2 separate regions of the Rattus norvegicus genome follow, and region 2 is linked to region 1. Evidence: chromatin contacts called from public Hi-C data. All regions are on one chromosome and are shown on one strand. The core of a region is the stretch at or near the end of the contact, and the rest is flanking DNA. Distances in the headings are between cores, read along the strand shown. Region 1 holds the start of Peli2 (pellino E3 ubiquitin protein ligase family member 2). Region 2 has its middle 91 kb from the start of Tmem260.

The links. A called contact is a pair of places that touch in the nucleus more often than the background predicts.
Region 2: a Hi-C map of Schwann cells shows a contact between it and region 1, with 7 times the contacts expected there. The contact joins the enhancer-like site here to the promoter of Peli2 in region 1. A contact is called at or near these places in 6 of 12 Hi-C or Micro-C datasets (Schwann cells, frontal cortex, hepatocytes and 3 more) and 1 of 1 datasets of contacts at active chromatin or transcription factors (oligodendrocytes).

The regions. Positions count from the first base shown.
Region 1 is chr15:23,871,237-23,874,435 of GRCr8, reverse strand. It overlaps Peli2 (pellino E3 ubiquitin protein ligase family member 2), which reads right to left and starts at 1,452. Exons shown (of 6, transcript NM_001107259.1): 1 at 1,122-1,452. The coding sequence starts at 1,198.
Region 2 is chr15:24,120,931-24,124,129 of GRCr8, reverse strand. No RefSeq gene overlaps it. Among named protein-coding and RNA genes, the nearest start is that of Tmem260, 91 kb to the left of the region's middle. Within about 2 kb of position 1,464, at least 1 of the 93 cell types and tissues checked has an H3K27ac peak or open chromatin away from gene starts, as enhancers often do. A contact at or near this core is called in Schwann cells, where this site is marked.

The DNA.
Region 1 (3,199 bases), core at 203-2,702:
TGACATCTGTCTCCTAAGCGCAAGCAATTCCCATGCAGGTGCGGAAGGCGTTCGACTGCTGAGCTTCCAAATAAGCAACGGTGTTTCCAGTGCTACCCCCCCGCAGAAATGCTAGCAACAAAATGAGGAAGGCTAGGAAACTTTAGACGACGAGCTTAAGTCTTTAAAAAAAATTTTTTTTTAAGTCGGCACTTACTTCGAGGTAGTAATCAAAACACGTTTCTCAGAGTTCCCTGAGTCTCTGCTGGTGGGGGAGGGGGGGTCGCTTCCTCGCGTGTCTCTAAGTCCACCCATCAGCACCCGTGTGGGTCTGAATACAGATCTTTCAACAGAGGACAAAAGCGCGGGTTCCCCAGAGCGGCACATCCAAAGGGAAAACAATCCTTCCCCTGCAGCACTAAACCCAAGTTGCTCCAGCGCCGAGTTTCCTGCACTTTCCGCCTCCCCCACCCACACCCTTTTCATTGCCCACTTTAACCTGCTTTAATCCTGCGAAGCCTCCCTCCGGGTTTATTAAGGGTAAACAATAGAAATGTCACAAGGAAACTCGGGAAGTAGATGAAGTCTCTTAATTGCTGCCGTTTAACGATTGTGGATAATTACTATCTTCACAATGTGATTTTTACCAGCGGAGTGGAAGCCAAGGCGGGCAGGGTGGCGAGCTCCCCGCCGCTGGCGGGGGCATCGGCAAGGCCGAGGCTCGAGGGGTGCAGGGACCCCAGGGGTAAGGGGATCAAGGGGTACGGAGACCCAAGAGGTATGGACACCCGGGGGATCCGGGAAACGTTGTTGAGAGGACCCGGGAAAACCAGGACCAGGTCCAGGCCCTTGGCCGATCTCACTCCCGGCGCCAAAGAAGCGGAGGCCAGCCGGCCGCCCGGGTCACAGACTGGAACAATGCTTAACCCCCGCGGACTGGGCTCTGGGCTCCGGGGACAGGGCTCCGCGTTCGCGGTCCTCAGGAACGAGAAGTCCCCAGCGGCCACGGGCTCCCGGCTGCACCGAGCGACCCCGCGCGGTGCAGGAGCGCCCTCCGGGCCGCAGCAACGAGCGCCCCGGGGACCCGGGCCCTCAGGAGCGCATCCCTCCGCGACGCCCCGCCGCCCGCGTCCTCAACTCACCCCAGGACCACCAGCTCCCCGTATTTCACCGGCTCCTTGTTGGGGGAGCTGGGTTCCTCCTGGCCGGGTGAAAACATGGAGCCGTGCTCGGCCGCCGCCGCAGCCGCCTCCGCCGCGATCCCCGCCGAGTCCGCGCCGCCGCTACACTCCCATCCCGAGAACGGGGTGAGCGCGCCGGGAAACGGCACGGCGGCGAACGGGGCGCGGGGCGGCCAGTCCCGCGGCTGCTCCGTCGTGGCTGCGAGCGTCGCCCGCCGGCTTCCCCGGAGCTACACGCTCTTCCGCCGCTGCGAGCGGGACCGGACTAGGAATGCGAGCGGCGACCGGAGCCCCGCGGGAGGAGGAGCGCGCGCCGCCGGGGGGCTGAGCGGGCCGGGCAGGTGGGACGGCCGCGCCGCCGCCCGCGCCTCCGCGCTCCCGCGGCCCCCGCCCGCCAGCCCCCGCGGCCCGCGAGCGCCCCGTGTTATGTAAACATAGAGTAAAGGGGAAGGGAAGCCCTTAAAGGGGCAGCTCTGTTTTTCTCCTCACTTCCTGTGGAAAGTTGGAGCGCGGGGTCTTCGTCCTCAGCCGCGTGCCCGGGGCTCCTGGCCCCGCCTGCTTGGAAGCCAGGCGTCTTGCCCCTCCCCGCCCCCAGCTCAGGGTGCTGCGCGCCCTGATCTGGGGGTGTCTGCTTTCAAAGCCAAGCCTTTGAGGGGGGGCTTGAAAGGAGAAAGAATCTGCCCATGGGTGGGGGTGGGTGGGATAATCGAAGAACCCCAAGAGCTCCCCACCATTTCACGGGGTGTACCAAGAGAAAGAACGAAGGGAGGAAAGAAAGGAGAGAGAGAGAAGGAGGAAAGGAAAAAGGGAAAAGAAAAGTGAAAAGTTACTTTTAATCCCTTATTCACATCTCTGTCCCTTCTTTCAACCCCCTGGGGAATTTAAAAGGGAATTACCTAGGCTGATTTTTTTTTTTAATGAATACAAATGTTCCTTTCTTTCCAGGGCTTAATCAAGGCACCGTTTGTATTTTATGATTTTTTTATGTTGCTGTGTCTTTAAAATATTGTGGGCTGTGATAGTTTTACTGACTGCTGTTTTTCATCATAGAGGAATTTATTATTCTAGCATTTATTAAGCCCTTGCAACATGCTAGAGACACTACATATTATTCCTGTCACTGCCTTTCCAGACTGTTAAATATTTAAAGAAATAAATACTGCAAAAGCTACCCAGTGTATAAACAGCGAGTGTACACACACACACACACACACACACACACACACACACACACACACACTTAGGCTATGACTCTAAGTAAAAAGCTAAAAAAGAAATAATTGCACGGGTAGCCTTCCATTCTACTGCTCAGCATCGTGCATGTGTCGCTCTCTGACAGGCTATTACTGTAGTGACATGACGCTTTCTGGAATTTTACTTCAGTTAGTAACTGGCTTTTCTTCTTTTAATTGAGGCTTTGGAGATAAATTACTCCGCTATTGATGAGCCAAAAATAAACTTTATTAAACAATTACCTTATTTCCGCTAATTACAGAAATTCTATTCTTAGACTGAAGGCAACTAGCTATCCAGCTTATCCTCTGTGCTTTTCTCTGTTATGAAAATGTAAAGGTTTAGCCAGCGACCCTCCTTTAGACAGTTGAGTTCTTTCTCTTCATCCAGTGTTGGTAGATTTCCGTAGGATGGGTGTAGGTTTCCTTACTCCCTGGTCCCACTTACTATATCGTCTATGTGACTGTCAGCAACCCTCTGAGTCCCGTCACAGTTACCCATCTCCCTAATTATAGTACCTCTCTCTGTCATGTGAACTTCCCCCAGTCTGCTCTGTTGCTGCCACTGATCTCTAGGCTACAATTACCCCCTTCTCTCTTGGCACGCTGTGCTTTTGTGCTTGCATTTCACTCTTCTGGCTCGTTTCTTCCTTGCTGCGCTCTGCATCTGCTGTTAGGAGGATGGAAACAAATATTTATTAACCTCCTACTAAGTCCCAAACTCGAGGCTGAGTGCTTCCTATAAGCTGTCCCAAGCTTTGGCAGAGACACTCCTCCATTGCTGTCAGCTGGTCCAGACACCTCCGC
Region 2 (3,199 bases), core at 215-2,714, 250 kb before region 1:
AAACATAATTTTTTTTCCTTGAACATGACTATTCAGAATCATGAGTTTAAAAGTAAACCTTTAATTTGGACAATTAGGAGTCATTCGAACTATGTCAGGAGCTGTATATAACAGTAAACAGAAACTAGCATCTGCCTACTCCAAAATCCTCCTTCAAGTGAGGAGATATTTGTCAACACACAAGGCCCATATACATGACAAGATGGTCACCCTGGCTACAAATGGATTCCCTGTCTTGATCAGAAAGTGAGAAACTTCTTAGCTCTACAGTTTTGTTTTCTTATATTATCCAATACTTTCATTTCTCTGAAAACAGACTCTGCTAGAAACATCTCTTGGAGAAGCTGAAGCTTGGCTATGGTTTGAACAGGTCTCCGTATCACGTGCCTGCCCATGTGACCTCCAGAGCTAGGCGACCCTCATGAACACATTTCAATGCACCTCATCTCTCTGGCTGTTGGAAGATGTCAAGTTTTTTGGGATGCTGAAATATGCAAAGGCCCCCTGGTATCACAGCTAGATTTGGAATATAATTTTCAAACATTTACTTAAAAATAAATATGTTTAATATTTTCCATGTATGTGCACCTGTGTGTGTGTGTGTGTGAGTGCATACGTGTGTACACACGTGTCATGTGTATAGAAGTCAGAGGACGACTTGCAGGAATCAGTTCTCTCCCTCCACCACGTAGGTTCCAAGGATCTAATCTCGGCCTTCAGGTTTGGCCCCAAATGTCTTTACCCACTGAGCCTCTCATTCCAAATCAGTATTTTAAAGATGTTTCCTACAGCTCTGGGAATCTGTCATAATTTTCTTAACGTAGTTTCAAAGACCATGTACAGAATGTCTCCCAGTGTTTTATTTTAGAAGGTTCTTTAATACATTTATTGGGTGTGGCAGGAGATCTTAAATGGAAACTCCGATTCCTTTGCAATCGGAGGTTTACTGAACAGGATGCAGGTAGCGTCCCTCCAAAGCAGTTTGGATAGACATTCCAGGAAAGAGGAGTGGGGCAGGGAAAGGGGCTGAGACTAAGAGAGGTGGCTGAGGAAGGAGCTAGGAGAGAAAAAGAGAAGGCAAGTAGGAGGAAGGGCAGGGGTGGGCGTCTTGCATAGGTGTGTGGTGGGTTCCTTAAACTCACGGTTGAGCAGGACCAGTCTTTTCGGAGAAGGGAGTTTGTTGTAAGAGCATCCAGTGTCTACAGAGTGACCGAGCCCCAGATATTCTAATAGAAAGCAGTTGTTCACACATTCAAGGCTTTATACCACAGCACTGGGATGCAGAAGTAGAGGGATTAAAGAGAGTTGAGTCAGACACTGAACATGGGCATTGTTTTGCCTCTGAGCTGGCAAATGATTTTATTAGGCAAAGATCGACCTCAGTGGCAAGATTTTCACAGCTCCTCAGAGGCAGTGATGAGGATCTGATATTCGAGCTGTGGCTTTAAAAGCTCCTGTGGTGCTGCCTTTGGTCAGAAGATGGCAGCAATGTTCAACTGCTCCTTCAGATGCAGGGCGGCAGGAAGAGCTACAGGTTAATGGAGAAGGGAAAGGCTTCCTTGTAGATTAGAGAGCACTTCCCACCCTGGTCATTTATTACAACATTGGAAGTATTAAAAGTATCACAGTTCCCTGTAAGCCGGTTCAAGTATTAAAATGATTCATTTGTTCGTTGGCTTGTGTTCAGATTTGAATGTTCATTAGTTTCCCAGGTGTGGAGTCCCTGACAGATCCTATCACCAGGAGGCTAACAGTACTCGTCAGCAAAACAGACGCAGTCCCAGTTCCCATTAAGTACAGAGCCCAGTGTGGGGATGGAATTGAAATGGAAAACGTGGAAATTAACTTGTAATGGTTAAAAGAATATAATTACTATGAGTAATTTAAAACTTTCTGTTTCTAGGGTATTTAAAAATATTCAAGTTTGGTCTGGAGAGATTGCCCAGCACTAAGAACATTGACTCCTGTTCCAGTGGACCCAGCACTGCATGGTGGCTCACAACCACCATGTTCCAGGGGATCTGACGTGCTCTTCTGACTTCTGTGGGTTCCAGACATATACATGGTACATACACACAAATGCAGGCAAAACACTCACACACAAAGTAAAAAATGAGGGTTGGGGATTTAGCTCAGTGGTAGAGCGCTTGACTAGTAAGCACAAGGCCCTGGGTTCGGTCCTCAGCTCTGAAAAAAAAATAGTAGATCTAAACTATTGGGTAAAAATATACTAAAGTTTACTTTTCTATTGGTTGAGTAATTCTTGAGCATTCAGAACAATGTCTGGCATAAACCAGATACTTTAATAAGGGCCACAAACTGAATGCACATATACAGGTGCCCCTTAGAACTCCTAGGGGTTAGGGCTCCATTACTTTCTAAAGATTCCATGACGTATAGCTGCTCTTATATAAAATGGAAACACATTTCATATAGCTGGCACAGACTATACTGTGTACTTCAGTCATCTCCAGGACACTGATCATATCTAACGATATGAATACATAGTTGTCCCATATACAGCTGAAAAATGTTCCAAACATTTTAATCCATGGATGAATCAGTCTGTGAGTTAGGTAACTCGCAGTGGATGTGGAAGGTTGCCTATAATTCTAAACTTGAGCTACACACATCCAGAATAAGATCCTGTGTGAGTGCTTAGCTCAGGAACAGGAAATGGGTGTGGGGAGAGGATATCTGAGACACGCTACGCAGGATGCACGCATGGTAACTTGAGCTTGTGTACACTTGTGTGCTGGGTAGGAGGTCTGCAGGCAGGAGGAGAAAGAGAAAGAAGACTGTGATAGGCTGGGGTGCAGAGGTCTGGGAACATGGCTTGTTGCAGGGAAGCCAAGAGCAGCTGCAGCCCAAGGAAGAAAGCGAGTGCTTTCTGGTGAGTCTCCTCTCGGTCAGAGATGGGTGCATTGAGAGCCGCTGAAGTAAAGAGAGAGAGGAACGAGAGTGGACCTGAGAGCAAGCTAGCTGTTGCAAGTCTGGAGGAGAAATGATGGCCGTGTGCATTGTGAGCTATAACAGAGGGTCGGAAGTGACTTGGAGATGTGCAGGCTGGGGAGTACAGGAGATTGGGAAGATCTGGGGTGACTTATAGATTCTGACTTTGGAAGAGGCTTGGTAGATAGGAAGTCCTGGAGGAAAATGAATCTAGGGGAGGCAGGAAGATCATATACGCTTTGTATTG